2 separate regions of the Callithrix jacchus genome follow, and region 2 is linked to region 1. Evidence: chromatin contacts called from public Hi-C data. All regions are on one chromosome and are shown on one strand. Each heading gives the region's core, a stretch centred on a gene start, on an enhancer-like site or on the middle of the called end of the contact. The rest is flanking DNA. Distances are from core to core; before and after follow the strand shown.

Region 1 (4,229 bases), core at 792-3,291:
GCCACCATGCCCGGCTCACATCCACATTCTTAATTATCTCCTGGTATGTCCATCTGAATATTTCTAAGACACCTCACAGTGCTGTCATTTATACCTACACATTCAGTCTTGTTAGTAATCACCCGTTCTGTCTCTTTAGTAATTCTGTGGTATTGCATTTTACAGCTGAGGAAGCTGAGGTCTAGATAGGGGAAGCAAATTTCATAACCAATTGGGACAGAGGCAAGCATAGAATCAGGCTTCCTAATACTTAGTGTGGGATACTTCCCTTGATAGCACAAGAATTTCTGTACACAGACCTTATGTTTAATCTTAAGGCCTGATTATTTGGCCTTTGGGTCTTCACTGCTCTGACTGCAATGCCACTATCAGTTTACAGGATATTGTGTGGGGGAAAACTCAGGTCCTGGAACTCTTAGTGTCAAGAGTTCCAAGAATCTAGCTTGAGCTAGATCAGGGCCATATAGACATCTCCACTGTAAGACATGTTTGCTTGTAACAAAACAGAAACAATATTTGCTGTGTGAATATGAAAGTTGTAATGAGGAAGTGTGGTGTAGCAGAAAGACAATGTAGTTGGGTAAATCTGGATTTAAACCCAGCTGTGTCACTTTTTATGAACTCTAGCAAGTCAGTATCCCTTACAGAATCTCAGTTTTTTGGTCTACAGAATGGGAATACTAATAACCTATTTTACCTAGTAGTTGTGAGGATAAGAAATGATGAATATAAATTCCTGATAGGTTTTATATTTTCTCTATTTCCCTTCCTTTTTTGTATGGATTAAGGGAAGGGAGATATTATTGTACTTGAAGCTTGTTAGTAAAGAATCAATCCTTCTAAGATTTATTGAATGACTTCTGTATGCTGGTTGATGTTATACACTGTGCACTGGCATATATAGTCCAGTGATGATCACTAGGAACCTTAAAGAGTAAATCAACCATGTTAGACGCATCTTCTTCCTACCAGGCTTGGTAGCTCATGGATGTGGCCTGTAATATTTCTGGACTTTAGCTATGCATTTGACAAGGCAGAGGATTGGATAGGATGGATATTTGTATATTTAAGTAGAGTCAAAACTGGTTGGAGGAATCCAGTGGGTACTGATAGGTGATAGAAACAATATTACCTTAGAGGGAGGGACTCACTGTTAGACCTTATCCTTGGCCTTGGTTATTCAGTATTCTTATTCATGACTTGGATGAGAATATGAAGCTGGGAAAAATAATAGATCTGATTCCAAATTGACCTGGATAAGGTAGAATAAGAAACCAAATGAAATTACTGGGCCCAATTTGCATGCCCACCTTAAGTACTCTGAAGTATTGGAATAGGGGAAGGTGCTTGTTGCATGGAGTCTTGTTTGAACAAGGATACCGTTGACTTTTGGTAAGAATATAAAGGGGATATTGAAGTTGAGAAACCCTAGGAAACAAAGATTAAAAGTCCTTAACAAATAGGGGAGACGAAGAGTACCCCAGGCTCTGGTAGTGGTTGTGGAGGAGGCAGGTATGTTCTAGAAAGGAAGGCAACTCACTGTGCTGCAGAAATATCTCCTCTTGGAACCTGAAAGACAGGAGAGTGAGGGCTTGAGTATGGCTAGACTTGTAGCCTGCCTGGAGGCTAGGGGATAGCCACTAGAGGACCCTCAGTTTTCTTTCAGAGAGCCTGGAATAAACATATGAGTGACATGGCCACCACTCTGACCTAGTAACTCCCCTCCCTTGAGTGGAAATAGGATGTGTTAATCTGTCTTTGGTCCCATCTCATCCTCATTTTCTGCTGTTTAGCCTTTCTGTAAGGAGCTATAATATTAACTCTTTTTGTCAAATATGGGCATCAGTATCATATGGTTTCTTTTTCTGGTGTCTTGACCCTCCCTTAACTTGGTGGCTCTACCTGGGTCCTTTTGGATTTCCACCGGCCCCATATCCTTACTCTGTCCAAGGATCATGCCAGTCTTACCTCCTCCTTAGCTGTCTAAGGGCAACTTACTGTACACAGTTATGTCATTAGCCCTGGCAAAAACTCTTTTTTTCCTCTTTCCCTGACTCTCACATCTAGGGCTCCTCTGAGCCCACAGCACGACCTAGACAGAGAATTTCTGTCTCCTGACAGCCGTCTCCTTATAATGCCCCTTTCAAGTCTCTTGTGCTGTGGCACAGAGCCCAGATCTGGTACACCAGGAACAATGTTAGTTTCAGAAGTGCCTCTGTCCTGACTGGCTAAGTTTTTAGGATATGGCTTTTGCTTTTTATCTTTTGGTGTCTTTTTTTTGTTTAGCATTTAAGTTTTGCTCTGGACACTGGGCGTTCTTTGAATCCCAACTGATGGCTGGGGCCCTTGTGCTTCACTGAATTGCTACCAGGTGTTCTCTGGAAATAGCACTGGCCCTCAATTGTTGATAGGTATAATGTCTCATCATACCAATCTCTTGATGCTATCCTGTTCTACCTAGTCTCTGGATTTTACAATAGCCTAGAAATGTTCTCCATTGGTTGAGACTTCTGGACCTTTCCCTGATCTGTGCCAAGAATGGCCTGGTAGTCCAGGAGACCTAGTTCCTATAGTGATTTCAGTCCTATAGCCAGACCTGAGGCTCTGGTGACGTTGCTTTATATCCTTTATACCAGCCATCTCCATTTACCTGCTGTAGCACTTAAGAATTGCCTACCCTGTAGGACGGAAGACACTACATCTGGGCATATGGGCTCATCCTAGCCGAGAGATGGCTGAGGTATATTGAGAAGGCACTGGTTCTCTCGTCTTCACTGCATCTTATGGAAGTGTGATTTAATAAGCATTTCGTATTGCTATAAGGCTTCTCATTTCTAAACAAAGCCTTGGCTAGCAGAGAGACAGACACAGAGCTTACTATAATAGTGTATGGCAAGTATGTGTCTAAGAAGAGAAACTAAATCCTCCTCAGTGGGAAAGTGTGTCTGTCATGGAGGGCTTCATAGAGGAGGGATGCAGTGGAGTTTGCAAGGCTAAGTGTGCAGTGGGCACCCTGACTCACCATGTCCTCCCCTCTCTGGCAGTGACCCGCCATAATCACCTCAAGGACTTTATGCTGGTGGTGTCTATCGTTATTGGTGTGGGCGGCTGCTGGTTTGCCTATATCCAGAACCGCTACTCCAAGGAGCACATGAAGAAGATGATGAAAGACTTGGAGGGGTTACACCGAGCTGAGCAGAGTCTGCATGACCTTCAGGAAAGGTAAGGCCCTGCCCCTCCAGGAAAGGTAAGGCCCTGCCATCTCTTGGGAACCTCCCATTTCCACCTGGGTATTAGCCACTCGGACCCTGAGACCTTGCCAACATGGCAGCCCAGGCTGTGTCATCCTTCCAAAAGTGTATTGCAACTCTAGGGTGATATTCCAATTATCCTGGGCAGTTATTCCTCCTGGGAAGAAGCTTGTTTCTATCTTTTTTGCTTCTTAGCTTCAGAGGGAGGAATGTGTAGCTGCCAGAGGTCTTGAGCTTCCCATCATTTGTTAGGAGGTCATTCTAACTTCATCCTGTCTCTGGACTGCTTCTCTTAGCATATAAATAGATATAATTAATTGTTCTTTACTGTTCCCCAAAGAAACTTCACAGACCTTCCTTCTTACTGTCCTTAGTTCTTTCTTACATGGAATCTAAATCTGATCAACACTGACTTGCTGTATGACTTTGGTTAAATCTCTTTCCCTCCCAGGACTTATGTCCTCATTGGTAATATGAAGGGATTGACCTAGGAGAATGCTAAACTCTCCTTGGAGAACACTTCTAACTCAGATGGTCTGGGATTCCGTTGAAATAAAATATGACTTCAAAACTATGGCGGAAGATTTGGCTGTGAAAAGAGTGCCAGTCAGTCAGTCAGTCAGTCAGTCAGTCAGTCAGTGTGCTTCCTGACATCTAGGAACCAGTTTTATGATGGCAGTTGTAAGAAATTCACTGTTCCTGGGCCGGGCGCAGTGGCACACACCTGTAATCCCAGCACTTTGTGAGCCCGAGGCGGGCGGATCACGAGGTCAAAAGATCGAGACCCTCCTGGCCAACATGGTGAAAACCCATCTCTACTAAAAATACAAAAATTAGCTGGGCGTGGTGGTGTGCACCTGTAGTCCCAGCTACTTGGGAGGCTGAGGCAGGGGAATAGCTTGAACCCGGGAGGCGGATGTTGCAGTGAGCCGAGATCACACCACTGCACTCCAGCCTGGTGACAGAGTAAGACTCCAT
Region 2 (4,229 bases), core at 806-3,305, 250 kb before region 1:
TGGAGGAGGTAGAGAGAAGCAAGATCCTCAGCATGCACCCCAAAAGCTTGAGGAAGGAGCTTTAGAGTGGAAACAAGAGTTTCCATAGTCTGGATGGACTGAAAATAAATCTGGGAGGAATTCCTGAGAAGGAATAGGGTCCTAGGTGAGATGGGAATATTAAGGATGCCTAAAAGCAGAGGAATCAGTAGAACTCTAGAGGACTTCCTGGTCACTAAGGCCCTGATGCAGAGCAGGGCATGTGGGTACACAGCCTGGGCAGGCCCCAGAAGGCAGCAGGAAAGAAGGGGCAGGCACCTTTGCCTCACCTGCTTCTTAATTCAAAACTAAAACAGTTAACACTGAAGTTAGACCAGCTATAGTCTTCCCTCCAGAATCCTGCCTTTGCCTTCTCTCTTTATTTCCATCACACCCAGCTGGTCCCATTCTTTCCACCAGGTGAGGCTGGAACTAGTAGGTACTGGAATCAGGGAACTTCAGGCTATCTCCCAGGTTCCAGGCCTGTCCCTGTAGTCAAACACCAGGTGTCAGGGTGATTTTGATTTCCCATGGCCTCTCTTACCAGTCTTACTCCTCTGTCACCCTACTCTGACTGCTACAGACTGCTTCCTCCTGCCTAACCACAACCTCACTCACTGCAGGTTCCCTTCATTATGCTGGCTTCCCTTGCTCTGGGTCCTCTCAAGGCTGAGGGCAGTTATTTTGTCTCTAAGAGATAAAGATGTAGATACACACACACACACACACGTTTTCATCTCTATCACTCGAAGGCTGCAGACTGCCTCTCAAAGATAGGGAGGTTCAAAAAGACTCTCAAACTCACTAAGTCTTCTACAGCAGATCCTGATCTCGAAGCTGCAGCTAAGTGGGTGGGAAGGAAGGAGATGGACAGAGGGTGACAGGCTGAGGATTCAAGAGCAATGAGGGGTGATGGAAGAAGCAAGGGGGTGTATGTGTGTGGGCGCCAGAGCTGGGAAGGGAAGAGATGGGATGGGGCCAGCCGCAGAGGACCAAGATGAACACGGGGCAGGGTAGGTGAAGAGAGGTCAAGGCCTAGGTATGACTATGTTTGGTGGAAGAGACTGAAAGGAATGAGAAAAGAGTGATGGCGGATTTGTGGGTAGAAACTAAAGAAGGTGTGGAGGAAGACAATAGGAGCATGTGTATAATTTTGGGCCTAAGAATGAAGAGGAAAAATGGTTCTCAATTGTCCCCAAAAGCCACAACAAAAACTTGTCAGGGACTGTCAGTACCTCTGAATGAGAGTCCTTCCACCTCCAGTCACAGGGGAAAACGAGGTTTCTCCCAAAAGAGCAAGGCCAGGCTCTGGTCAGCTAGGAAGAGCAGATGTTTACTCACTAAATACCTACTGTTTGGCTCCAGGTGAGGCTGGGACTCAGGAAAACAGACATACAGAGAACGACTGGGGTCGGCGTGGCTCCCCCCACCCCAACCCCGGTCCTCCGGAGTGCAGAAGGCCTTCGGGCTGCAGCCCGAGTGTGGGTCTAGATTAGCATCGATCTTAACGGAGAGAGCTTCGGAGGCTCTCCGAAGAGACACCGCCCCTTCTTACCCCCACAAATGTCACAAATGCCGGAGCAGAGGGCGCGCCTTCTCCAGCCCAGAAGCCCTCTCCCCTCACGCACTGCTCAACACCCCTCCAACTTCTGAGGACACCCCACCTGAGTTCCATTTCCCAGCTCTGAGCTTTTCCACTTCAGAGACACTTCTCTCGGAACCCGGGACCCTCCGACCTCAGGGGTTCCTCTCGGCTCCCGAGAGGCGGCACTACCGCCGGGAACCCACCCTCGCCGAGCCTCCGCCGGCTCGCAGTGGCCCCGTCCCCGCCCCGCCCTACTTGGACTGAGCCGAGAAGCTCCCGCCCGCGGCCTCCGCCAACTAACTCATGGGCCGGCGCCCGCGCCGAGTCCTGGGCCGGCCAGGCTCCCCTCCCCCGGACCCCTGACCGCCAACCCCGGCCCGGCCTCACCTGGTGCCCTCCCCGAGGCGGGGGAGCTGGGGGCGGCGGCAGCGGCTCCGGGCTCGAGAAGGAAGTGAGAGCGGGAGGCCGGAGGAAGTGTGGCGGGGGGGGAGGGGGGGCGGGCCGGCGGGGCGGGGGCGGGGCGGGGCGGGGCCCGACCAGGAAGTCCGAGGGCCGGTCTCCCCCTCTCCAGCCCCGTCCCGCCCCCAGCCTCGCCCCCGGCCCATTCCCGGGCTCGCCGCTTTCCCTCACACAGCCCACTGCCCCTATGGCCCGCAAGTCAGGTCTTCCAAGGTCAGGTCTCTCCGCCTCCTCCTGGCCACCCCACCCCAGCGGAGGCCCTACCCTAGGCGCTAGGCGTTGGTCCTCTTCCCCCCGTTCTGCCCCCACCAGCCTCCGCGGGAAGATGCTGAGAAAGGCGCCCTGGGCCCGGCGCCTTCAGCCAACCCCAAGGATCGAGTGGTGGCCGAGGCTGGGGCAGTCCCCACCCCTGCCCGAGCCCCGGGGGAGTGCGGGGTGGTGGTGATTCAGCAGTGGGAAGGCCCCAGACCCCTGGGGAGAGTGGGGAGACTCGGGGGTGGGGGGAGAGGAGCTGGCGTCAGCACCCAGGGGAAAGAAAAGATCAGTAGAGGCGCCGTCAGAGCCGCGGGCCCCCAAAACAGGATGTCTAGTCGTCGTTCGGCACCCAGCAGCTCCGCGTGGCCTGACTCTGAGGGGGGGCGGGGCGGACGGAGGACGTGGGGGCCCCCCTCGTCCCTGTTGTGCTGGGGTGCCCAGCTGCTTGGGGCTAAAGGGCTGCACCCAGGCCTGAGGTCCGGCTTGGGCCCTGGGGACCCGCGGGTGGGTGGGCTCGTGGGCGCCCTCTGGTGCTTCAGTTCCCAGGCCTTGCGCTTGGAGCTTTGACTTGGGAATACGCATCTTTACTTCAGCACAAAGTTTCTAAGCGCCTACTACATGGAGAGCTCCGTGCTAGGTGCTGTTAAGAAAAACAGCGTTTAAGACAGGATCCCAGGCCGGGCGCGGTGGCTCACGCCTAATCCCAGCACTTTGAGAAGCTGAGGTGAGCGGGTCACCCGAGGTCGGGAGTTCAAGACCAGCCTGATCAACATGGAGAAACCCCATCTCTACTAAAAATACAAAATTAGCTGGGCATGGTGGCGAATGCCTGTAATCCCAGCTACTCAGGAGGCTGAGGCAGGAAAATCGCTTGAGCCCGGGAGGCGGAGGTTGCTGTGAGCCGAGATCCTGCTGTTGCACTCCAGCCTAGGCAACAAAAGCAAAACTCCATCTGAAAAAAAAAAAAAAAAACGGATCCCTGTCTTCCAGAGGCTTTTCAAATAAAAAGGATTGATTTCGGGAATAAATAATTTAACTTTTCTAAGCCTCTTTGGTAAAATAGAATCATTATATTTCACCCCATAGTTGTAAAGATAACATGAGAACAGGTGTAGAAGACCCAAGATGCTGGGATTACAGGCATGAAGCACTGCACCCGGCCTTTTTTTTTTTTTTTTTTTTTGAGAAGGAGTCTTGCTCTGGTGCCCAGGCTGGAGTGCAGTGGCGCCATCTTGGCTCACTGCAACCTCAGCTTTCCAGGATCTCAGGTGATCCACCCGCCTCGGCCTTCTAAAGTGCTGGGATTACAAGCATGAACCACTGTGCCCGGCCTACTTATATGTTTTAAAAAAGGAATTTAATATGAACCACATAAGTAATTTAAAACTGTCTAGCAATGACATTTCAAAAAAAGTAAAAAGAAGTGAAATTAATTTTAACTATATTTGGCTTAGTTCAACATAGCCAAAATACTATCTTTTACCATATAATCAATATAAAAATTATTGGTTATAAAAATTAACTGGAGGCTGAGTGTGATGGCTCACACCTGTAATTCCAGCACTTTGGGAGGCCAAGATAGGCAGGATCACAAGGTCAGGAGTTTAAGACCAGACTGACCAACATGGTGAAACCTCATCTCTACTAAAAATACAAAAAGTAGCCTGGCATGGTGGCACGTGCCTGTAATCCCAGCTAGTCGGGAGGCTGAGGCAGGAGAATCACTTGAGCCCAGGATGCGGTGGTTGCAGTGAGCTGAGACTGCACCACTGCACTCCAGCCTGGGTGACAGAGTGAGACTCTGTCTCAAAAAAAAAACCATAAAATAAAAATTAACTGGATATTTTACATTCTTTTCTGGTACCAAGTCTTTGAAATGTGGTGTATATTTTATACTTACAGTATGTCTCAA

What was found. A called contact is a pair of places that touch in the nucleus more often than the background predicts.
Region 2: a contact with region 1 is called in a Hi-C map of skeletal muscle, with 3 times the contacts expected there. The contact joins the promoter of RHOG here to the enhancer-like site in region 1. A contact is called at or near these places in 3 of 3 Hi-C or Micro-C datasets (induced pluripotent stem cells and skeletal muscle).

The regions. Positions count from the first base shown.
Region 1 is chr10:69,512,195-69,516,423 of calJac240_pri, forward strand. STIM1 (stromal interaction molecule 1) reads left to right here. Exons shown (of 14, transcript XM_078340350.1): 7 at 3,045-3,222. Among named protein-coding and RNA genes, the nearest start is that of RRM1, 30 kb to the right of the region's middle. Within about 2 kb of position 2,042, at least 3 of the 16 cell types and tissues checked have an H3K27ac peak or open chromatin away from gene starts, as enhancers often do. A contact at or near this core is called in skeletal muscle, where this site is marked.
Region 2 is chr10:69,266,531-69,270,759 of calJac240_pri, forward strand. RHOG (ras homolog family member G) reads right to left here and starts at 2,056. Exons shown (of 3, transcript XM_009007510.5): 1 at 1,991-2,056; 2 at 1,254-1,334.